Linked DNA regions of Sus scrofa: regions 1, 3 and 4 are each linked to region 2. A link is a contact called in public Hi-C and HiChIP or PLAC-seq data. All regions are on one chromosome and are shown on one strand. The core of a region is the stretch at or near the end of the contact, and the rest is flanking DNA. Distances in the headings are between cores, read along the strand shown.

What was found. Hi-C and Micro-C count contacts between places; a contact is called where the count stands out from the background. HiChIP or PLAC-seq counts read pairs in DNA pulled down with a chosen protein or histone mark.
Region 1: a Hi-C map of liver shows a contact between it and region 2, with 3 times the contacts expected there. The contact joins the promoter of DRC3 here to the promoter of COPS3 in region 2. A contact is called at or near these places in 1 of 5 promoter capture datasets (liver), 3 of 47 Hi-C or Micro-C datasets (embryonic fibroblasts, liver and skeletal muscle) and 1 of 2 datasets of contacts at active chromatin or transcription factors (alveolar macrophages).
Region 3: an H3K27ac HiChIP or PLAC-seq map of skeletal muscle shows a contact between it and region 2, with 2.2 times the contacts expected there. The contact joins the promoter of SREBF1 here to the promoter of COPS3 in region 2. A contact is called at or near these places in 1 of 47 Hi-C or Micro-C datasets (liver) and 2 of 2 datasets of contacts at active chromatin or transcription factors (alveolar macrophages and skeletal muscle).
Region 4: a contact with region 2 is called in an H3K27ac HiChIP or PLAC-seq map of alveolar macrophages. The contact joins the promoter of USP22 here to the promoter of COPS3 in region 2. A contact is called at or near these places in 1 of 5 promoter capture datasets (liver) and 1 of 2 datasets of contacts at active chromatin or transcription factors (alveolar macrophages).

What each region holds. Positions count from the first base shown.
Region 1 is chr12:60,649,205-60,655,041 of Sscrofa11.1, forward strand. It overlaps DRC3 (dynein regulatory complex subunit 3), which reads right to left and starts at 2,617. Exons shown (of 12, transcript XM_021068003.1): 1 at 2,284-2,617; 2 at 1,827-1,924; 3 at 1,332-1,493. The coding sequence starts at 1,488. TOM1L2 (TOM1-like protein 2) reads left to right here and starts at 2,949. Exons shown (of 14, transcript XM_021068013.1): 1 at 2,949-3,149. The coding sequence starts at 3,098.
Region 2 is chr12:60,999,717-61,004,842 of Sscrofa11.1, forward strand. COPS3 (COP9 signalosome subunit 3) reads left to right here and starts at 1,538. Exons shown (of 12, transcript NM_001244149.1): 1 at 1,538-1,679. The coding sequence starts at 1,625.
Region 3 is chr12:60,731,295-60,736,929 of Sscrofa11.1, forward strand. It overlaps SREBF1 (sterol regulatory element binding transcription factor 1), which reads left to right and starts at 2,673. Exons shown (of 19, transcript NM_214157.1): 1 at 2,673-2,773. The coding sequence starts at 2,683. It overlaps LOC110256136 (a long non-coding RNA gene), which reads right to left and starts at 593. Exons shown (of 2, transcript XR_002337414.1): 1 at 1-593.
Region 4 is chr12:61,305,825-61,311,403 of Sscrofa11.1, forward strand. It overlaps USP22 (ubiquitin carboxyl-terminal hydrolase 22), which reads right to left and starts at 2,557. Exons shown (of 13, transcript XM_021068045.1): 1 at 2,179-2,557. The coding sequence starts at 2,316.

The sequences.
Region 1 (5,837 bases), core at 1,367-3,866, 350 kb before region 2:
AAGGGCCTGACCCGCAGCTGCCCCATCCCCTGGCTCCTGAGACGGGCAGAGCTCGGTCCCCGTCACAGCCACCAAGAGCTCCAAGCAAAGCTCAGTGTGACAGGCACACACTGTGGGTGCAAGATTCTAGAGGCGGGGCCTCGTCCCCAGGATTCCTAGAAGCCACAGAGCGCTGCTGTTCACGCCGCTTTTTCCTGTCTGCTTTTGTGAGCACTTCCAGAACTTAGCGAGTTAGAACGTGCTCATTAAAAGAATGTCCTTGGACCCATCTCCACGGGGCTGTTACCATCGCCCCCTATTCTCTGCTTAACTATCACCTCCTGGGTGAGGCCCCTGACCCGACCCGTACGGAGCCCCGCGCACTGCGCCCTCCGCTCCTCCAAGCGCACCAGCTCCGGACACACCACTGGACTTCTTAGGTTTGTGTGTCCCCCTCCCTTGAAGGTGAGCTCCCCGGAGACGGGGTTTTTTTATCTTTTTTGTTCCCAGTTGAGTCCCTGGTGCCCAGAGCAGCCCCCGGCCTAGAAGAGGCACGTGGTACACAGTGGGGGGGGGAGGGGCAGCGGGAGGCGGTCTAAAGCCCCCCTGACACCCACCCTGCCACCCCTTGAAGCCTGCTGCTCTGGGCAGCCCAAGGGCTTCGTGAGGCTGGGCCCGGCCTGCCTGGCGCAGCACCCCGGCCTCGGGTATGTCTCGGTAGCCCCCTGTTATCGACTGATGAGCGCAGGCCAGCGTGGAGGCCGGGGCAGAGCAGAGACAAGAATCACTGTGCCCTCTGCCGAGGCCCGCCAGCACCGGGCTGGGGGGGTCGCAGGGCCCGTGCCTACCTCTCCTGCCCCCTGTGCCACCTCACTGGCTCCCCGAGTGAGGCCGGCAGCAGGCTTGTTGTCTCACCTTGTCCCCCAACTCGTGCGGGAGACAGGGCCTGCCGTCACCCGGGCTCGCAGATGGGACACAGGATCTGCCAGGTCGCAGGCACGTCTCCCACCAGGCTGCCCTGGCTCCTGCGGGCCCTGCCCTCCTGTTTCGGGCCCTTCCTCTGAAGCTTCTCCCCAGCGCGGCACCCCTCCCTGCCTTCCTGACCACGCGGGCCCACCTTCCTAAGCTCCCCCGCCCTTGGGAACTTGCCCAAGTGGTCCACGAGTGGGAGAGTGGGAGAATGTCCCCTTTCCTGCTCGTATTCAGAGTCGGGGGGCTCTGGGTGCTCAAGAGCTAAGGGCACCCAGCGCTTTACAGCCCCTGGTGCTGGTCCTGCGCCTCCTGCCCCGGCAGGACCACGGACTGGGCAGGAACTTGGGGCTGCCCGGCGCCCGCCCCGCCAGGATACGCACTCTGGAAGTCCAGCTGCAGGGACAGGACGTCCTTGAAGAGGACGCCCTCCTGCTTGGCCAGCTGCCCAGCCTCCTCCTGGGGGCCCTGCTCCCCCACGGCCTGCTTGAGCATGTGGTCGTCGATCACCCTGGGCTCCACGTCCCCCAGGCGGCTCATCCTCCCTGGAAAACACCATGTCTCTTCCCCAGGCTGCTTCCCGGCCTCCCTTGGCGGTCGGGCTGGGGTCCTTTCACAGCGCCCTGGGGCGTCATGGTGGCCACGGACACTCTGAGGTCGGTCCCCTCCCACCCTTGGCTGCCGCACCTGGGCTGCTCCAGGGCCCCACGGGCACCCAGCCTGCCTGGCACCCACCAGCAAGGCTGCACCTCTTGGCCCCACAACCACGGTTGTGACCTCGCCACGGCCCTGGTGCCCACAGTGTTCTGTGTAGCCTCTGCAGCTCAGCTGCGGGGAGTTTATAATCTACCACCCATCAAGGGTCCTTGGTGACTTGCCTGACAATAGTGTCGTTGTAGGTGGGGGAAGTCGCAGAGAGTTTTACCCCACTGTCACCACAGTCGCCTCCTCACAGAGAACCAGATCCAGAATTGTCCTGCAAAACAATTGTCCAACTGGACCTGAAAAATAGAGCCCCTATTGGCCATGAATCAGAAAGAGAAAACGCACCATTTACCCTATGTCACTGGGTGCCAGTGCACACTTGGTGTTAAATGACAGGCCAGCTCCAGGAGCCATGAGAGAGGGGAGCCCTAAAGCCCTAATTTCCCAGAAAGGGAAACTGAGGCTGGGGAAGGGACAGACATGGACTCGGCATCCACATCCAAAGCCACAAGTCTTCACCAAGAGGAAGATTAGGTCTAACTAAGCAAGAGGAACAAGTTAGCGGCAGTGGAGAGGTGGGAGCGAGGGTCCGTGATGCCCTCTTGAAGAGGTATCGCTAGGCCAGGGTACCTCTCTCTGGGTTGGAGGCCTGTGTGTATTTGGGGCCTGTGCCCAGAGGGAACGTTTCCCCAGGTCCTTTTCCACCGAGGCCGGGAGGAGGCTGCCAGGGGGCCTGGGCCCTCCTCCAGGTGGGGCGGCCGGCGGGCTCCTCCGGGAAAAGGTCAGGTCCTCCCGCAGCCTTTGAGTTTCAGCCCCAGATTCTCAGCTTCTGCGCAGTTCCCGGCGGGCTCCTTTCCTCAGCGACCGGTTGCTAGGGGAACCAGGAGCCGCACTCCGTTGCTAGGGAGAGTCTGGGGCTAGACATCCTGGGTGAAAGTTGACGGCCACGTGATCACATTTCTGGGCGGGGAAAGCCTCCCGGCACCAATCCGCTGTAGAGAAAACAAATACTTGTCCAATCAGCGGTTTCTACGGGCGGGGAACTTGGTATCCCCGCCCCCTACCTACGTGACTGACTCGTCTTTTGCCCAATAACAGTAAGGACTCCTTCGATTGACCAATATACAGGTGAATCAACATACACAGACTTTCGTTCGGAGGCGGGCCAGGGGAGGTGACGGAGATTCCTGTGACCTAGCTCGCGACCCCGCCCAATCGGACGCGGCAGGGTGGGCGGGGATTCGCTGAGGGAGGTGTAGGGGCCAATCGGAAGAGGGCAGGGCAGCCGTCGCCCAATAGTAACGTGGCGGGGTGGGGCTGGGACGGGCGCCGGCGTTCCGGAGGGTGGGGCGGGGGCAAGTGTCAGTCTGGCCGGGAGCGCGGCGGGGGACGCGGAGACCCGGCGGCTGACTCGCTCCGGCCCCTGCCGAGCCGTCCGCCCAAGATGGAGTTCCTCCTGGGGAACCCGTTCAGCACCCCGGTGGGGCAGTGCCTCGGTAAGGCCCCCACAGCGGCGCCCCGAGGCCTGGGCGAGGCTCCGCGCGTCCCTGCGCGGCAGGGCCCAGCACCCCCCTCCCCCCCGCGACAGCGCCGGCCGGGGTCGAGCAGCCCTCGGGGGAGCGGGAGGCCGGCGCGCTCTTGAGGACACGGTGGGGGGCAACCTGCCCCACCTCGGGAAAGGGGGCGGCCTGCTCGCGGGGCGCCCGCGGGGCCTGGCCGCCGACCCCCTGTGACCTTGTGCGAGTCACTGCCCGGTCCGGTCTGAAGTGCCCCGTCTGTCAGAGGCGGGAGCTGATGTCCCCTGTGCTCGTCCCTGCCCCCGGCTGTTGCTTCCGCGCGTTCTTACATTTGCCAACGCGGAAATCTTCGGGGACAGATAGAGGGGTGCTCGCCGGCCTGAGCCTGTGTGGGCGCCGGGATGACCAGCATCCCCGGGGGAGCGCCCGAGGTGTGGGTGAGGACCACCAGAGGGCCGGGGGCCAGTGGACTCTGCTTGCTGCAAAAAGCAACTTGCCTTTCCAGCCGAGGCTGGAGCTTAGGCCGAGTGCCCTCGGTCAAGAGTGTTGATTGGTTTCTTTGAAAACTGGATCCTGCTGGTTGGAGGAAGGTCTGGAACAACGTCTTTGGTGAGCAGGGACCTTTGGCGTCCTCGCCAGCCTGGCTGGGTCAGTGGTGACGTGGTTCTTTTCTGCCTACTTTTCAGCCTTGCCGGGGCCTGGGAAAGCCCTGAGGCATCTCGGGTGGGCCGGCGGGCGTTTGGGAGCCTTTCTCGTGTCCGTGGTGTGGGGGCTCCGACGTGGTGACGGACTGGGCGCTGGATGAGTCTCTTCTGGCCCGTGCCCACTGCTGCCCCTTCCTTCTTCCTCAGCTGCTCCCCCGCTGCATCCTGATTCCAGAAACTCATTTCTCAGTTGGGAAGCCAACTCCCGTCAGCTGTCGGAGGGACCCGTGGACTTGGGGGGAGCTTTTTCCCTTTTTCTGGCTCCTGTGCAGTAAGAAGCTCTGCACCTTTGAAGTGCCGAGGTCGTTGACGGGGTGTGTACGTTAAAGAGGATTTAAAACGTGCGGATATGAGGGGTGTGCAGGTGCAGAGAGCGTGAGGCTTCCCTCGGGAAGACCTGCGTTGGCGCCACGCCCAGTTCAGCCCCGGACCCCCAAATCCTGGGCACCCCGCTGAGCCTGGGTTTGCTCCAGAGGGAAGTGGAGGCAGGGTGCTGTGTATTCAGGGTGGTGCGGGTTTCGGTGAGATGATGGATGTGCCTGGAACACAGTCGAGGCTCAGTTCGTCGGAGCTGCCGCCGTTATTATCAGGATGACTCAGGCAGGCGAATCTTCTCTCTGGAGTGTGGGACAGCCAGCCCACCTCTGGACAGGCCCCCGGGTCTGCCGGCCCTCGAACGGGACCCTGGACCACGAAGGGAGCGGAGCCTCCTCCCTGCCAGTGAGCCACTTCCGTTCGGGTAGATGCCTAGAGGCCGCGAGGAGGCTCTGGGTATGTTTTGCGTTGTTGTGACTGAGTGTAGAATTGACTCTCGAGACGCGTCGTGTGGGTAGTGTTCCTTAAAAGCACGTGCCGGGGGCCGTTCGCAGGGCAGCGCAGAAGGGAAACAGCAGCCACGCCGGCATCGGGTAACAGCCGAATCCCCCAGCAGTTGTGCAGCTGCTCCGTGAAGTGGGTTTTATTGTCCTTCCCGCTTTAGGGATGGGGAAACTGAGGCTCAGCCAGCGAGCGGGACCCGGATTTCACAGCTGGGCTTGCTGGTGTCAGGGAGGGAACACAGATGCATGGGACAGTGATGACAGAAGGAAGGCCGCCTTAGCTGTGCTCAGGGGACAGAAGTGCTGCCAGGGGGTCCGGAGGAGTGGGCCCTGTGCCCTTGAGACTGAGGGCTGTTTGTGAGGGTGGGAACCGCCCAGGCAGAGAAGAGGCCCCTGCGCCTGGGGCAGGTTGGGGGTGTGTGGGCACCTCCCGGTGGAACAGAGGCAGCTGTGGGGTTTGGGCCCGGGATGAAGTCTGTCCTGGGTGCGCGGCTTTGAAGGCCACACAGCTGACTCCCATTTGAGCCTGTCTGGCCCTCGCGCTCCTCACTCAGCAGCCCTGGGCCGTGAACCTGAATAACCCATCAGGCCATCAGCCGGTGATCTGAGCCTGTGTTGGCTGCCAGGCTCCGTGATACAGGTATTACAGAGCTGCTCTGAGGGAGCTGGCAGTAGCTGTCCCAAGCCACCTAGGTGTCCCCAGCCACACGCATCAGACTCGAGGTCCGGGGTCGGTAGACCAGCGGTCACTCTGGCTTCCGCCCCCGCCTCACACCCACTTCCTGGGCGCTGTTTGACCTAACATGTGGGCTGCCCATCGCGAGCTGGCAGCTCAGCCCAGCGTGACGAGTCCCTGGGCCTTCCTGCACCCAGGCCGCCCGCTGTCCTGGAAGGGAGTCAGGCTCAGAGCGAGGACCGGCCACCTTATGAAGGGCTGACCAGTGCTCTGCGGCCAGATCCCCTTCTGGAACAGCTTTCAAAACAGTGCCACCCGTGTAGGGAGTCCCCCAGCCATGTCCACGGTGCCGGGGCTCGGCTCTCCTTGTGGTGGCTGGAAAATGGTTTCACCTCATCCTTTTCCAGGAGTGAAGTTTGGATTCATTGAGATGAAAGATCCATGAGTCGTTAGTGAGTTCTGACCAGAA
Region 2 (5,126 bases), core at 288-2,787:
AGGTTGCAGGTTCGGTCCCTGGCCTCGCTCAGTGGGCTAACGATCTGGTGTTGCCGTGAGCTATGGTGTAGGTCGCAGACACAGCTCGGATCCTTGAGTTGCTGTGGCTGTGGTGTGGGCCGGCAGCTGCAGCTCCAATTCAACCCCTAGCCTGGGAACCTCCATACACTGCAGGTGCGGCCTTGAAACAAAACACCGTTTACCTGGTGTGGTCCCTGCCTGTCTTTCCACCCCCGTCGCACTGCCCTCTCCAACCACTGTCATCTCCTGTCCTCCTCCCTCTCATGTGCTCTCCCCCAGTGCAGGGAAAGCACACACGCTCCTCCCACTTAGGGAAATCCCTACTCGTTCTTCAGAGATCAGTCTGTGTCCTTTCCTCCAAACGAAAAAAAGGTCCCTGTCATTCCCTGGGTAGGTCAGTTTCCTTGTGTTTTTGTTTTCTTGTATTTTGCTTTTTTATTTTTTTATTTTTTGGCTTTTTAGGGCCCTAGCTGTGGCATATGGAAGTTCCCAGGCTAGGGGTCGAATCAGAGCTGCAGCTGCCGGCCTACACCACAGCTCACAGCAATGCCAGATCCTTAACCCGCTGAGCAAGGCCAGGGATCCAATCATGTCCTCAGGGATACTAGTCAGGTTTGTAACCGCTGAGCCCCAAGCTCCCTTGTTGTATCATCTTCTAGAACCTTGTTTCATTCCTTCAGAGCACTGGTCTCTTTGCTAGGGTCTCTATTTGCTTGCTGGCTGCAAGGCCCGTGGATTATGAGGATTCTTGTGTCCAGTGTATCTCTAGCGCCTGGCACAGAACACTGCAGATGCTCAGGAAATAAATGTGCGTTGGAGGAAGTTTAAAAGGTATGTTTCTTTACTCATTCCCTATCACGCACCAAATCCTGTGCTAAATCCTCAGGGGGAACAGGGGTGGGTAAGACAGGTATCCGACCTCAAGGAACTTCACGCCCTGTATGAGCCACGGACACGGGGTGGGTTCGGAACACATTTCCGCAAGAGTGCAAGTGACAGGAACAAAGCGCTCTGAGAACCAGCGGAGGAGGGACGGGTCCATGCAGGCCATTCCGCGTCTACGCTGAGTGAAGACTCACGTCTCTAGGTGTTGGGCGCGGCTCGAAGTGCCCTACGGGGTGGTGCATCGTGAGCCTTTTACAGATGGGAAACGAGGGAAAGCAGCCGAGGAATTCGCCCAAAGTCACGCGGCAACTAAGTGGTAAAAGAGGGAGGTGAGCCCAGGCTGCCTGCCCGGCCGGAGTCACAGGAAAAGCCTCAGGGAGGAATGGCGGCCTGAAGGATCCGGGCAGGTGGAAAGCGGCGGCTCCTTCCCAGCGAAACCCGGAAAGAGGGCGCCTAGCTCTGGATTGCGCTCCTTCGCTCGTCCGCCGTCCCATCACCGACGCGGAGCGGTTTCACCTGCGCACCGGCGAGACGGAAGGGAAGGCGAGCCGCGTCCCGCGCGGCCGCACCGGAAGCGGCTCCATGGAAACAGCGCCCCGGGCGAGGCGAGATCTCGCGGGGCCGGGGCGGCGGAAGTGACGTCACCGCATCGAGGCCCTCGGTGGGTCGCCGGCCCTCGTCCCGCGCGCGCCGTCTCCGCTGCCGGGCCGCCGGGAACATGGCCTCCGCCCTGGAGCAGTTCGTCAACAGCGTCCGCCAGCTCTCCGCCCAAGGTGAGGCGGTGGGCGCGGGCCGGCGCCCGGGGCTCGGCCGGGGTCGCGGCGCTCGGCGTCGGGGCTGACAGGCGCGCGAGCCGGGGGCCCCTCCGCCTTCACGCCGACCCCCGCCGTCGGAGTCCGGCCCCCTCCTCCATCCCCCGCCGCCGGGGCCCCGACCTCGCGGCTCCCCGCAGCCCCTTCCGACCCGGCCGCGCAGCCCGCCCTCTTGCGCCTCGGGGCGCCCGACCCTCGGGGGCTCTGGCTCCAGGTTCCCTCCCGGGGGCGGGGTCGTGACCGTTGTTCCTTTGCCTCTAATTTTCACGCCGTTGGTTCGTTCATCTCGTCCCCTGAGTATCGAGCCCTGGCCGGGAATTAAAGTAATTGGCCGCTGCTGTGAGGTCCTTTGCCTCACGTTGCTTGTTGGTGAAATAGCCCCTCTCCGCTGAGTTGTTAGGGCTGAGTGGGAGGAACCGTTCAAACTGTAGCAGCGCCCGTGACCTTGGACAGGCACCCCTCCTCTGCTGAGTGTTGTCCCCGTGTGTACGCAGGGCAGGTGCTGTCCAGCTCGCCGTCCCGAGGTTAGCTGAGCTGTGGCGCGCTGCTCAGCGCGCTCTTCTGTTTCTTTCCCTCGTTACTGGTAGGAGTTAGGTTGGTAGTTAAGGCACAGCCTGGGAGCCACCCATTCGCTCATTTGTGCCCAGACCTTAGTTTCTGCTTCCCGCGGTGCAGGGTGCCTAGACGCCTTGCCTTGGAGTCCTGTTTCAGTCACTCTGTGCCAGCCGCCTAATTTCCCTGGGCCAGTTTTCTTATTTGCAAAACAGAACTCAGGCGGTGGTTGTGAGCAGCACGCGGGGGGGCAGGCAGCTGCGAGCTTTGCACACACGCTCTGTGCAGTTGCTGCTGTAGGAGCAGTTGGCCAGGCAGGGGCACCTTCTGTGCCTCTTTGCCGAATAGCAAACGTGAATGCCTTTCTGTTTACTCTTATTCAGGATTTTCTGACGGGGACCTTAAGTGAAGGGAATGTGTCAGCTTTCTCTGGCCACTCGTCTGGCTGGGCAGATTTCACATGCTGCTCATGACACTCAGGTCTGCTCTCCCTGCTTCACTGCCTCACTGCCATGTGGCTTCATGGCGACCCAGCATTTCTCTTAGGTCTCAACTCAGGATTGCTTAGTTAACTAGGGGAAATAATGGACTTGAAGTCCTTGTTTCGGAGTTCCCGTCGTGGCTCAGTGGTTGACGAATCCGACTGGGAACCTTGAGGTTGTGGGTTCGATCCCTGGCCTCGCTCAGTGGGTTGAGGATCCGGCGTTACTGTAAGCTGTGGTGCAGATTGCAGACACGGCTCGGATCCCGAGTTGTTGTGGCTCTGGTGTAGGCCGGCGGCTACAGCTCCGATTGAACCCCTAGCCTGGGAACCTCCATATGCCGCGGGAGCGGCCCTAGAAATGGCAAAAAGACAAAAAAAGAAAAAAGAAATCCTTGTTTCTGGGTGATTCAAATCATTGCGAGCATATGTGAATTAGTGGGGGTTTTTAAAGTGGTGGATTGTTTAACTGGAAGAAGCTGCCTCATTTCTGCCAGTGAGATCGCTAATAGGATTATGATGAGTTGGGAGTTCCCTTTGTGGTGTGGCGGAAATGAATCCTTAGTATCCAGGAGGATGCAGGTTCTATCCTGGGCTCCGCTCAGTGGGTTAAGGATCCCGAGTTGCCGTGAGCTGTGGTGTAGGTCGCAGACACGGCTCCGAAGCCTCGTTGACTGGCTGTGGTGGAGGCCGGCAGCTGCAGCTTGGATGCGACCCCTGGCATGGGAACTTCCATATATATGTGCGGGCGTCCCCCCTCAAAAAAAAATGACAGTGAGTTATCTCCCAGTTCATCTTGTATTGTTACCTTTGGTTTTGTGTTTGCTTTTTTTTAAGGGCATATGCACGTTCCCAGGCTAGGGGTCGAATCAGAGCTGCAGCTGCCAATCTGCACCACAGCTCACAGCAGTGCCAGATCCTTAGCCCACTGAGTGAGGCCAGGGATCGAACCTGAATCCTCTTAGAAACTAGTCAGATTCGTTACTGCTGAGCCACAACGGGATCTCCTTGCGTTTTTATCTTGGAAGATGATGCCGAGAGAGATCACGGACTTTTTGTTTTGCAGTGAGTGTGATAATAATGGAATGTTTCCTTTATTTTTGGTAAAAATTTAAAAGTATCGTAAGAAGTTCTAGAAGGTATCAAAGTAACTACAGTCACTTGGATTTTAAGCATTATACTATCGAAGTGTTTTTTTAAATGGGAAAAGTCACTCAGCTACTAAGTAGAAATAGCTGGTCTGGGTAGCTTGAAGTTCAGAGTCCAAGACAACTATTGCAGGAGGACGTTTAGGAGGTTAATGCTCACAGACGTATGTGTACCCTGCATTGTCACCAGAAAGCCAGCTGCTGGGATTCGGGAGCCCACAGCCTGGCCCTGGGGTCTGTCAGCAGGATACCCCGCCGAAACCGATGCGCCTGCGCCATCGCTGAGCGTTAGGGACGCGCAGAGCCAGCCCCAGTGAGAGCACCTTACACCTGTCAGAATGGCAGCCCTCACGACCGCCAATGACACGTGCTGGCGAGGATGTGGAGAAGGGGGGCTCTTGGTGGGAAGGAAATCAGTGCAGCCAGGTCACCACAGGGAGTGGTGTGGGGCTTCCTCAGAAAACTGGGAACAGAGCAGGCGTTCCATTGGGCCGTCTCACTCCCAGATGTGCGTATGTGTACACACGCGCGTGCACACACACACACACACGTGTATGTATATGTATATACACACGCATAGTTGGAAGGAAACAAAGCACTGACTTGGAAAGCTCCCTGCACCCCAGGGTCACAGCAGCAGCATGTATAGTCGCCGAGGCAGGGGAGCCACCTCAGCGTCTGTCCACAAACGGATAGAGGCGATGGGTGCGCAGATAGTGGGACACTGCTCGGCCGTCAGATGATGCAATTTCGCTGCTTGCAACAACGTGGATGGACCTTGAGGGTATTGTGTTTAGTGAAATAAAGGCAGAGAAAGTCAAACACTGTATGTTATCACTTATATGTGGAATCTAAAAAATAAGACCAACCAGTGACTAAAAAAAATCGAGCACCTGACATACAAACTGTTGGCTACCAGTTGCCAAATTTTGACACACACATACAAGTACAAATACAAATTTTGTATTTGTATTGACATACAAGCAGACTCTTGGCTACCAGTTGCCGGGGGTGGGGGCGGGTAGGAGCAGGGGATTAAGGCGTAGGGAGCACTACACCACACATCCGTAAATAAGCTGCACGCATATATTGTATAGCACCGGGAATATAGCCCAAATCAACCGTATCTCAAAAAAGAAAATTCCGGAATTCCCTGGTGGCTCAGTGGGTTAAGGAGCCGGTGCTGTCACTGCTGTGGTGCCGGTTGATCTCTGGCCCAGGAACTTT
Region 3 (5,635 bases), core at 1,423-3,922, 270 kb before region 2:
GTCAGATGATGGCTGCTCTTCTTGTCTCTAAGCTGCACCCCTCCACCATACAGCCAACCTTGGGGTTCAAGCAGCTCTCTGTGGAGAGTTCAGAGAGGGCTAGAAACGACTTGCCCAGCACGCAGCAAGGGCCAAGTGGAATGCGAATTCAGGGTCATCTGGGACCAGAATCATCCATGTCAACGGCCACAAGGTTCCATTACATCCAGGTGGAGGAGTGAGGGGAACCCAGGGCCCCCTGCTGGGTCTGCACTGCCACAAGCTGGGCAGGTGCCAGCTTAGCTACTGCAGAATGAAGGACAAACGCGCAGGTGGGTGGCAGGGGGGCTCCAGGAGTGCAGCGGGATTTCAGTAGCCTGCTAGGCAATGCCAGTGCCTGCCCTGTCACGCATCCCTGAGCCTGACCACCGAGGACATGGCTCGGCCGGGCCAGCGGCCCTGGCAGAAGCCCTGACGGAGCTGGACACCTGCCCCCAAAGCCTCTGAACCACAGAAGAGGCTCCTGCGCCTCTCAGACGCCCACGGCAGGAAGGGCAGATGCGAACCCAGCCTCACAGCTGGCACTTGGGGCCCGGCGGTCGGCGGTCGGTCGGGGCCCGGGAGGAAGTCCGAGCCGGAGCGCGGGGTGGGGCGGGGCGCCGGGTCGGTCTCGTGGCGCACGTGACCCGGCCGCCGGGAGCTGGGCGCTGACGCCGCGTCACCCCACTCGGGGCCGCGCGCCCATTGGCTGCGCCGCGGGCCGGGGCGGGGCTCGTCCGGCCGACGCCCGGACCCCGCGCGCCCGCCTCTCGCAACCCCCGCGGCCTCGCTCTGCTCACCTGTGAAATGGGGCTGCTGGCGGCCCCCCCCCCGGGGAGGAAGGGGTTAACGCGGAAGCGCCGGCCCGGGGCGCGCGGTGCGGCACGAGCGCGGAGCTCCCGGGCGGGGCCGGGGGAGGGGCCACCCAGGGGCAAGTGCCCTGAGGGAGCGCGGCCCCCACACGGCTTTCCGCACCCTCCCCGGAGCCCCGTCCCCGCTGGTCTCAGCCTGTGCCGCCCAGTGTGTGTCTCTGGCTGCTCACATCCCTACCCGCTCCCAGGACTGTGCGCCGCCGGGGGCTTTCACTGCACCTGGCGGGTCTGGTCTAGGCTGCAAGTCTCCGTTGGCCTGGCCTCCCCCTCTCCCGAACTCCTGCATTTATACGCGCTTATTGACTGCGCTTGCTCTTTACATATGCGGTAAATTCAGCTAAAAGCCAGTGAGGCAGGTCTATGGGGACCATGACTCCAACACCCCTTTTCACAGAGACTCAAAAAGGTGAAGTAAGTGGTTCCAGGTCACACAGCAAGCAGCTGAAAACCCGGACCGGCTGCCTGACTCTGAAGTAGGTGCTCTTTAGGCTTGACTCGCACGGGGAAAGATTTTCAGGAGAGTCACCAGATCCACAAGACTTCTGGGTGCTTGGCTCCTACTTGGGGTGGTGGGGCCAGGGGCGGCAGGATGCAGGGGGCCGAGAAGGGGGATCCCCCGTTCCCCAGCATTAATTCATCTGGAGTGCCATGCTGGGAGATCCTTGAGCAGGGCCACTGGGGGGACAGATGTGGTTTGGATATCCCGGCCCTGGCCACCCCGGTTCTGGGTAATTTTCCACAGCAGCTACTTCTGGGAGGGGCACAAAGAGCCCTGCGTGTCTAGGCTGAACCCCCGGGACTTGGACCTCCAAGGCCTCTCGTGGCCCGAGCACCCCGCCCCTCCAGTCCAAAGTGTTCCACTCCTTTTACCCCCTCGGAGGGTGTGCAGTCTGAGCGAAGCAGGACTCAGGATGGCTGCACTCCCCCGAGGCGGGGGTCGTCTCCGTGGCTGCCCTCTCGCACAGGCAGCCTTCCCACTTCCAGAACCTGAATGTTAGTTCTGGCTTACTCAGACCGCCTCCCCCGCCGCCCAGCTCCGCCCCCAACCCACAGGACCTCCCTCCCCAGCCGGGCTGCCTCCTCGGACCTGGCCCTCCACGTGTCATGACCTAGGGCAAGGTGGCCCGGGTCTAAAGCAGTCTGCCCCTTCCTCATCCCGACTGCTCCTGGGGACAGGTACCAAGATGGGGGTCAGATAGCCCCAGGCCCCAGCCCTGTTGCTGCCCTGAGTGGCTGTGACCTTGTGCAGGTGTCATCAAGGCGGTCACAGCTGAGGAAACCGAGGCACACAGTGCTGACGTAACGGGCCCCGAGGCCGCACAGCGGGTCTTAGAGCTTGAACTTGGGTGGTCTGTCTTCTAAAGAGCCAGACCACGGATGTGGGTTTTGTAGGGTCACCTCCCTCCCTCCCCAGGTCCGGAGATCTCTGGGAGGGACCCAGTCCTGCGGCTTCCACTCGGCCCCCTCGCTTGGTGCTGGAGAGGCCGGGGTCTGCCCCAGCCCCGCAGGAGTCGGCACCCCACTTGGATGGAGGGGCCGGCGCGGCGGGTGTGCGGGACAGACGCGGCCGGGATCTCGGCTTTCCCCAGGTGGGGCGGGCCCGTCCGCTGGGGGCGGAGCCTCCCCGCAAGTCCAGGCCCCGCCCCGCCCCGCCCGCAGAGCCGCCGCGGGGGAACCCAGTTTCCGAGGAACTTTTCTCGGGCGCCGGGCCCCACCGAGGCCAGGGCGTGACGCGAACGCGCAGAGCGGCTGCGGCGGTCCCGGCGGGCCGCCGGGAGGAGGCGACTGCGCCATGGACGAGCCGCCCTTCACAGAGGCAGCCTTGGAGCAGGCGCTGGCCGAGCCATGCGAGCTGGACGCGGCGCTGCTGACCGACATCGAAGGTGCGTCAGGGACCCACCGGGCTCCGCGCAAGTGCGGCGCGCAGGCTGCGTTCGCCTTTGTCTCTTGGGTGGCGGGGGATGCGGGCGCCGGGGGCGCGGGGTGCGGGCGCGGAGCGGGGGCCGGGGCGCTGACTCCTTGCGGGGCGCTCGGGGCGCTCCGCGTCCCTGGGCCGAGCGCCGCCGGCCTCGCTGTCCTGTCCGCGCGGACCCTCCCGCGCCCGCCCTGGAGTCTCGGGCCGCGCCGGGTCCTGGGAGGCCCGGCACCGGGCACGTGCGCCTCCGGCCGTCCCGGGCCGCGCCCCGCGACCTGTGAAGCCTCAGCCCAGAGGCGGCCTCGGCGGGAGCCTGGGATCCGGGCGTCGCCGAGGCCCCGCCCCCGCTCAGCCGTGACGTCAGCGGGAGGTTACTCTCGGTCATTCCCTCCGGCCCGAGAGTTCAGCTCGGCGCTGGAGCCCTCGCGCATGCGCGCAGGCGTCCTCCCGCCCTTGCCCGCCCGCGTCCGGTTCTCGCAGCCGGCGTGGGCACGCATTTATCGAGCCTCCGCTGAATATCAGGCCCCGTCCCAGGCACCAGGGGTTCACAGACAAACCTGGGCCCCCCTTTTCTTGGGAGCACAAAAATCCCCAGGGAAACCCATACGTGGATGTTTAGTTACACCTTGTGGTAGCTCAGGGGCTGGGCAGCAGCTTCGTGGGGATCGGTGGGGTGAGACCTGTGGGTCATCCCGGACCAGCCAGGAAGGATGTCGTCCGGCAAGCATGGCGAGGACTTAGAGATGCCCGGGAGGTGAGGCTAGGCAGGTTGGCCGAGGGAGGTCGGCCAAGGAGAGGAGGGGGCAGCTGCGCCGCTCACTTAGCTGTGGAAGCACCGCTCTGGTTGTTCTGCAGAGAAGGCGCAGCAGGGACAGTTGGGAGGCTGTTGCCTGGCTGTGCAGCACGCAGTCCCAGGCCCTAGCGAGTTGCCTCCATGGTTGCTGGGCAGTTTCGGCCACGCTGGCTTCCTTGCTGTCGGTTGATGAGAAAACAGGGCAAGAGCACAGGACTCAAACCTCCCACAACCTGGATGCACGTGTCCTTGGAGCCTGTGGCCCCCCCGGGTATCACATGCCTGCTTCTCTCCTTGGTCCCACCAAGCACGGGCCCGCCTGAGAAACCACAGCTCAAGCCTGCTTACAGCCCCGGGGGTTAGCAAAATGGACAGAGCTAAGCCCCCACTTCTGCCCTCCTGCAGCCTTGCGGAATGCAGAGCTGGCAGCACCCGAGAGTCTCCAGGTCCCCAGGAATGAGGGTTGAGAGGAGGACCAGGCGGGCCTGGAGTCTAGGATGGAGAGCTGGTCTGCATCCCGAAGGCAGTGGGGAGTCGGGCTGGGGCGAGGCAGGACAGTGCCAGGCTCGGGTGGTGTGCCCGAAGGCCCCCCCGGCTCTTGGGGCGGACGATCACACCGTGCGCAGGGAACACGGACCACTTCTTGTGTGCTGGGCGCTGTGCTGACCACTGAGTCCTCCAACAGCCCCAAGTAGGTAGCCTGGAGGCACAGAGAGGTTAAGTGATTTGCCCCAGGTCACACAGCCAGAACTTGGCAGAGCCATACTTCAAACCCAGGCTGTGGGCTCCGGGCTCACGCTTTTAACTGCTAGGCTGCTAAAAGTTTATGTGTGTTGGCACTGGGCGGTTGAGAGGGGTGCACCACAGAGCAGGGAACCCGGGAGGCTGCTCCATAGTGGGGGTATGCTGGGGGCCTGGGAGGGGTCAGAGGTCACATGGCCACCTCTCTGTCCCATCCCAGAGTCTTTGAGTCATGAGACCGGGGGCCGGCATCAGGGAGCCAGCCTGTGGTCTCGGGTCCCACCCGGCCCAGGCGTCTGCTTCGGCCAAACCCTGTGTCCTGTTCTTGGGGTGGAACTTTCATCAGGGGTCCCAGCTCTGTGCTGAAGGCACTGGCCTGGCTGCAGTGCACCGGGCGTCTGGGGGCTCTGACTCCACCCAGCCTCCTTTCTTGCTCTTGCTCTGGGCTCCCCGTGGCTGTGGCCCCGGGGTGCGTGGGAGTATCCTGAGAGAACTGGGCTTGTTGCTGCCTCTGTGCTCGTCCTCACCTCCCTGCTAGGTAATTCATGAGAGCTCGCCCGAGCTTCTCAGCGCAGGGAAGGCGTGATGCCCAGGTCCTCACATCTCCTGCGGGCCCGCCCTGGCAGAGGGGTGGCCGCTGTCTTCACGTCCCAGGTATCTGCCGAGGGAGGGCAGCCTTCTGGCATCTCCCCTGCTCTTCTCCCCTGGCACCAGTCAGCCGCTGGGGCCCTCCCCACGCCTCTCCCCATGGTATCACATGCCCGCTTCTCTCCCTGGTCCCACCAAGCACAGGCCCTCCTGAGAAACCACAGCTCACGCCTGCATACAGCCCAGCATCCCTAACCACTGTGGCTCCCCATTGCCCAAGACAAGTTCCCTCCGTGATGTCCTGTCCCTCCAGGCCCCACCCAGGTCACATTCTGCCCTGGTGTGCAGCCTACTCCTCGTTGCCATGTCCAGAGTCTGCAAGAGGCCTCTCCCACCACGTACATCCCCTTTCTTGGCCTTTGGTACCCGGCCTGCCTGAGCCAGGGCAGCAAAAGGCCCGGTGTGGCCACGCAGCACCCCCTCTGAACTGCCGCCCGCTCCCGGGAACAAGCTGGGGGCTCGGCCGCAAGATTGACCGCCCTTGAGCCCCGGGGGCTGCAGCCCTCACACCTCCCAGGGGCCAGAGAGCAGCGGCAGGGAGCGCGCCAGGGTGGCAGGCGGCTCGGAGCTACCACCTGCCCGATGGTCACCTCCGGACACAAACATCCCGAGTGCCCTGGTCAGCCCCAGGCAAGGGTCACCACCGGG
Region 4 (5,579 bases), core at 1,307-3,806, 310 kb after region 2:
TGCCATTTTCACACACACTCACGTGGCAAGTCATATAATCGGAAACATGCAGATGGCACTCCGTCCTCTATCCGAGGAATATCTTACGTCTAGTAGTACCAAAAGTTGTCAAGGCTGACCACTCTCTTCTCACTCTGCCTACCAAAAGAGTAATCAAATTTTGGGTATCAAAAACCGTTACCCACCTCTACCTAAAGGAAAGGGAGTTTTTTGCTTTTGCTTTTTAGGCCACATCCGAGGCATATGGAAGTTCCCAGCCTAGGGGTCAAACAGGAGCCACAGCTGCTGCCCTATGCCACAGCCGCGGCCACCCCAGATCCCAGCCGTGCCTTCAACCTACACCACAGCTCAGGGCAATGCTGGATCCCCGATGATCCACTGAGTGAGGCCAGGTATGGAACATGCATCCTCATAGATACTAGTCTATTTCCTCTGAGCCACCACAGGAACTCGGAGGAGGAGCAGGAGTTTTGTAGTTACACTGTAGCTGGGACCTCACTGTAGCCTCTTTAAGTAACTAAAAAGAGACTTAACTTATGTATAAAAAACTTCCTACTGTTAAAACCAACTGCTAAGCCTACTGAGAACCCCCAGTAAACTGCCCAACATGAGAACATGCATTGCTTACTATTCCTCAGTGTTAAACCATTCCTCAAACCAACTTGTCCCTGGCTGGGCCACTCCTAGGGAGGAGAACTGCACAGGACCCCCGCCGCATTCAGCGCATTCAGAGAATACCGGTGCTCCTGGGACAGGATCAAATGATACTGCAGTGCTGACACACCTGACCTCTGAAAAAGGTACTTCAGCTCCTGCCTGTCTGTAGTTCAAGTTCCTACTAGCGAGTAACACAAATGTGGTTCAACAGCTTTTGAACTGGGCAACTGACACTAAAAGATCAAACCAAGCCACAGAGAGCAAAAAAAAGGGGAGAATTCCTTCCTTATGAAATTAGAAAAAGTCCATAATAGGTTAAACAATACTCCTTCCTCGATGTTAAAACTGCAGCTGGAGGAGAGGGTGGCGACGAAGAGGAAAGACAGGCAAGGAGCTGTGGCGACGGGTCACACATCTCACCCAACAAACACAGCGGAGCAGTAACACACAAGGTTATCGTTGAAAACCTCAAAGGTAACCAGTCGGTTTTATTTCACGGGCGTACAATTCCATCAGCAAGGACCTCATTCCCATCCTAGCGGAAACCTTTCACCCCCAATTTAGTTCATCCTAAGAGATCGTGCTTCCCAACGCCGTTTCTGATCCAAGAAATTGGTGCTTAGCGCTCTGGGCAGTCTCACCCGAGGTTAGTTTTCCCATTAAAGATGCTACTAAACGTGGACACTGCCAACTGCAGAATCGCGTTACACAGTAAAAACAAGGCGTGTTCATTGTTCAGGTAAAAGGAGAGAAAAACGCCGTCCTCAGATTTTCAGACCGCTAATAAGCCGAAGGGCGTAGATGGCCCGTTTCCTGAGCGCCTCAGGGAGGCGACTCGCGTCTCCCAGGAGGCACCCAAGTCCCACCTGCGGTCAGACCAGCGCCCCCCCCCCCCAAACCCGCTCCTGCGCAGCTACAGGTGACGCCGCAAATCACCGTCGTGACCTCACGACTCAGCCCTGGGCCGGCTCTTTTCCCGGCGCCGCCGCGCGCCGCACCTGCGCCCTGCACACCTAGGGGGAGGGGCGCGGGCGGGAGCGTCCCGCGGACCCCGGGCCCGGGACGTGCCCCGCGCTGGAGCTGGGGGGGCAGTGAGCGCGTGTGCCCCCGCTGATATGGGGGGGAGGAAGGGGCGAGCGGCACCTCTACAGCATCCAGGGGACCCCGCCCGACGGCCGGCCCCCAGCACGGCGACTCCCAGGGCTCGGGCCGCAAAGGCCGCTTCCCCTGCAGCTGGGTCGGTCCTCTCTTTCTCCAGCGCCCCCATCCCCGCCACCACCCCCAACGGGAAGGCCCCTAGGACACGCCCCGCAGCGTCGAAGACCCTCCCCCTCCTACCCAGCAACCGCGCGAGAGACCGCCCCCCGCACGTCAGCCCGCGCCCACCCCACCCCCGCCAGTGCCACAAGGGGTGGGGGAGGGGAAAGCGAAGACCCTACCCCCCCACCGTCCCGAGACAGACGGACGGACGGACACACACACACGCACACGCCGCCGCGTGTTGCGGGGGGGGGGGCGCACCTTGCGCTTGCGGGCCTCCGCCGAGCCGCTCCACACGAAGCACTGGTAGATGGCGCGCAGGTTTTGCTTCCAGTTGTCCACCTTGAAGCTGCCCAGGTGCGCGCAGCCTGGCGGCGTCACCACCAACTCCGCGTCCATGGCCTCGCCGTCCGGCTCAGGCCGGGGCGCCGGCGGGGACGAGGACGACGCCAGCGCGGCGCGAGGCTTCGGGCGGCCCGACCGACGGACCGGCCCAGGACAAAGCAGAGCTGCACAGCTGATGTGGAGGGAGCCGCCCGCGCTGCGCTCGCGGGTCGCTGAGGCCGCGGCGGAGCTACGTCACCGCCGCCGAGCGCGCACCGCGCATGCGCTAGCCGCCCCCAGCCCGCCTGCTCCCCGCTGCCCCCGCCGACTCCAGAAGGCGAGGGGTGGGGCCAGCGAGGCCCCGCCCCACCACCACCACTGGCCACCGCCGGCCGCGTGACGTCGCTCGCCCGCACCTCCCTCTCCCCGCCCAGGAGGGGCGGTGCCAGACCGGTCTGTGCCGCCGGGCGTTGCCGCAGGGGCGGGGCGGGCGCCCGGCTTGGCTCCCGCACTCGGGCCCTCGGTCCGGTTCGGCCCAAGCGTCGGCGACTCGGGTCCGCCAGCCGCGCTTCAAGGCTAGGGAGTTGGTGCCCTGTCCGGGGGCGGCAGGTTGTGCGGATAGGTGAGTGCTTCTCGGGAACCAAGGCCGGAGCCCCTGGGGCTGCCCCGCTCGCCCGCATCGCCAGCGGGAAGGTAAAGATGGAGTCGCGGCAGCTGCAGCTCAACAGCCAAGCCCAGGGGAGAAGCGCTCGTGGTGGGGACACCCCGCCAGCCCTGCGCCCGCAGCGCCGTCAGCCCCGGTCCACGGTGGGCCGCCTCAGGGAGGCAGCGCCTGCCCCCCAATGGGCCTGACAACCCCCGAATCCTTCATTTCCTTACCAAAGAATTTACTGGTTTAACTCATTGCATGAAAGCTCCGTGAGGGTAATGATTTTTGTGTTTTATCAGTCTCTGTATCCCCCACTGCCCAGAGTAGTAGTGGTTATATGTAGGGTCTCAAAAGTAAGTTTCTAATTAATTAAACCAAACAAACTGATTTTCAGAATTAAACATTAGTGAAGTTAGGCACGCTGGGGAAAGGAGTACCATTTTAGTGAGAAGTGAAATCAGTAATGGTAGCGACATGGGAAAGATATTACTGGAATCTGGGTTCTTGTTCACAGAGCTTAAGAATGAACTTCACGAACACAGGCCGCGAGCAAGCAAGTCTTTATTACAGGAAAGCAAATAGCTGCCAGCACGGACACTGGGAAGGGGAAGAAGAGTCCGCCTTTCTAATCTTCTAAGGAGGTTTTATCTCTTAAAGACAAGGGTACAGGAGTTCCCATCATGGTGCAGCAGAAACATATTCGACTAGGAACCATGAAGTTGTGGGTTTGATCCCTGGCCTCACCCAGTGGCTTGGGGATCCAGTGTTGCTGTGAGCTGCGGTGTAGGTTGAAGACGCGGCTCGGATCCCAGGTGGCTGTGGCTGTGGCATAGGCCGGTGGCTACAGCTCTTGATTAGACCCCATCCTGGGAACTTCCCTATGCTGCAGGCGCGGCCCTAAAAGGACAAAAACAAAAATAAAATATGACTAAAACTTAAAAAGAGATGACGAAACGTGATACAACTAAGCCTGGGAAAGGGAACTTGCTCAGGACCCACAGCGTCAGCTGTGTCTAGACTTTCCATTCCTTCATGGACTCAGAAAAGAAGGCAGGACGGCTAAACCTGAGACTGGCTCCACCATTTACTACCTGTGTCACCTGGAGAGGATCACTTATCTGTTGAAAGTGGTGTGACACCAACTCAGCGCCTACATTAAAGGCTTATGGCAAGGAATCAGTGGTGAAACATGCCCAGCTCTTAGTACACGACTGTCAAGGAAACATTAGTAATTGACCTGAGAGTGGCTGGGCATTGAGATGATTAAGACAATACCCTATGTTAAGAATCCCACAGTGGGAGCTCCCTGGGGCTGAATGGGTTAAGGATTTGGCATTGCCGCTGCTGTGGCACGGGCTGGGGAACTTCCACAGGGCAAGGGGTGGCCAAAAAGGAAAAAAAGAATCCCACACAGTAGTGGGATAAACAGCCACATGAGCAGGTAATTATAGTACAGTCATCTCTTCCTAACCGTGGGTACCTCATCCATGGATTCAACCAACTTTGGGTGGAAAATATTTGAAACGAATTTCCAAAAAACAAAACTTGAATTTGTCCTGTGCTGCCAACTAATTACATGGCCTTTACATTGTATCAGGAATTATATGAGTTCCCATCATGGCTCAGTGGTTAACAAAGGCGACTAGTATCCATGAGGATGCAGGTTCGAGGCCTGGCCTTGCTCAGTGGGTTAAAGATCCGGTGTTGCTGTGAGCTGTGATGTAGGTCACAGATGCAGCTCAGATCCTGAGGTGCCGTGGCTGTGACGTAGGCCGGCAGCTGTACCTCTGATTTGACCTCTAGCCTGGGAACGTCCATATGCTGCAGGTGCAGCCCTAAAAAAAAAAAAAAAAAAAGAAAAAAAAAAAAAGAGAGAGAGAGAGAGAGAGAGAGAGACCAAAAAGAAAGGAATAAATAAGCTAGAGATGATTTGAAGTACACAGGGGAGTTCCCATTGTGGCTTAGTGGTAATGAACCCGACTAGTATCCGTGAAGACTTGGGTTCAATCCCTGGCCTCGCTCTGTGGGTTAAAGGATCCAGTGTTGCTGTGAGCTGTGGTGAAGGTCACAGACACTGCTCAGATCCTGCATTGCTAGGGCTGTGGCGTCGGCCAGCAGCTACAGCTCCCGTTCAACCCCTACCCTGGGAACTTCCACATGCTGCGGGTGCAGCCCCAAAAAGACGGAAAAAAAAAAAAGTATACAGGAAGATGTGTATACGTCATTTTATATAAGGGGCATGAGCGCCTGGGGGCTGGTGTCTACAGGGTGTCCGGGACCAGCGCCCCGAGGATACTGAGAGATGACTCTAACGTGACCCTGCAGAGATAAAGGCAGGTCCGGTGGCTGAAGACACTCTGACATCTCTTGCCCCGCCCCCGTCCAGACGGTTTCGGGGGAGGGATCCGAAAACGCCTTATCTAAGTGTAGAAGGATGGGTAGGAGCTGGCCAGTTGAAAAATAAGTGACACAGTGGGGTATCTGCCTCAAAAGGGATTTCCCACTGTCCATGGGACTAACATGGCCTCAAGTGGTATTCACGTTTTCTTAAAAAATTGATTTCAGGAGTTCCTGTCGTGGCTCAGTGGTTAACGAATCCAACTGGGAACCATGAGGTTGTGGGTTCGATCCCTGGCCTTGCTGAGTGGGTTAAGGATCCGGTGTTGCCATGAGCTGTGGTGTAGGTCAC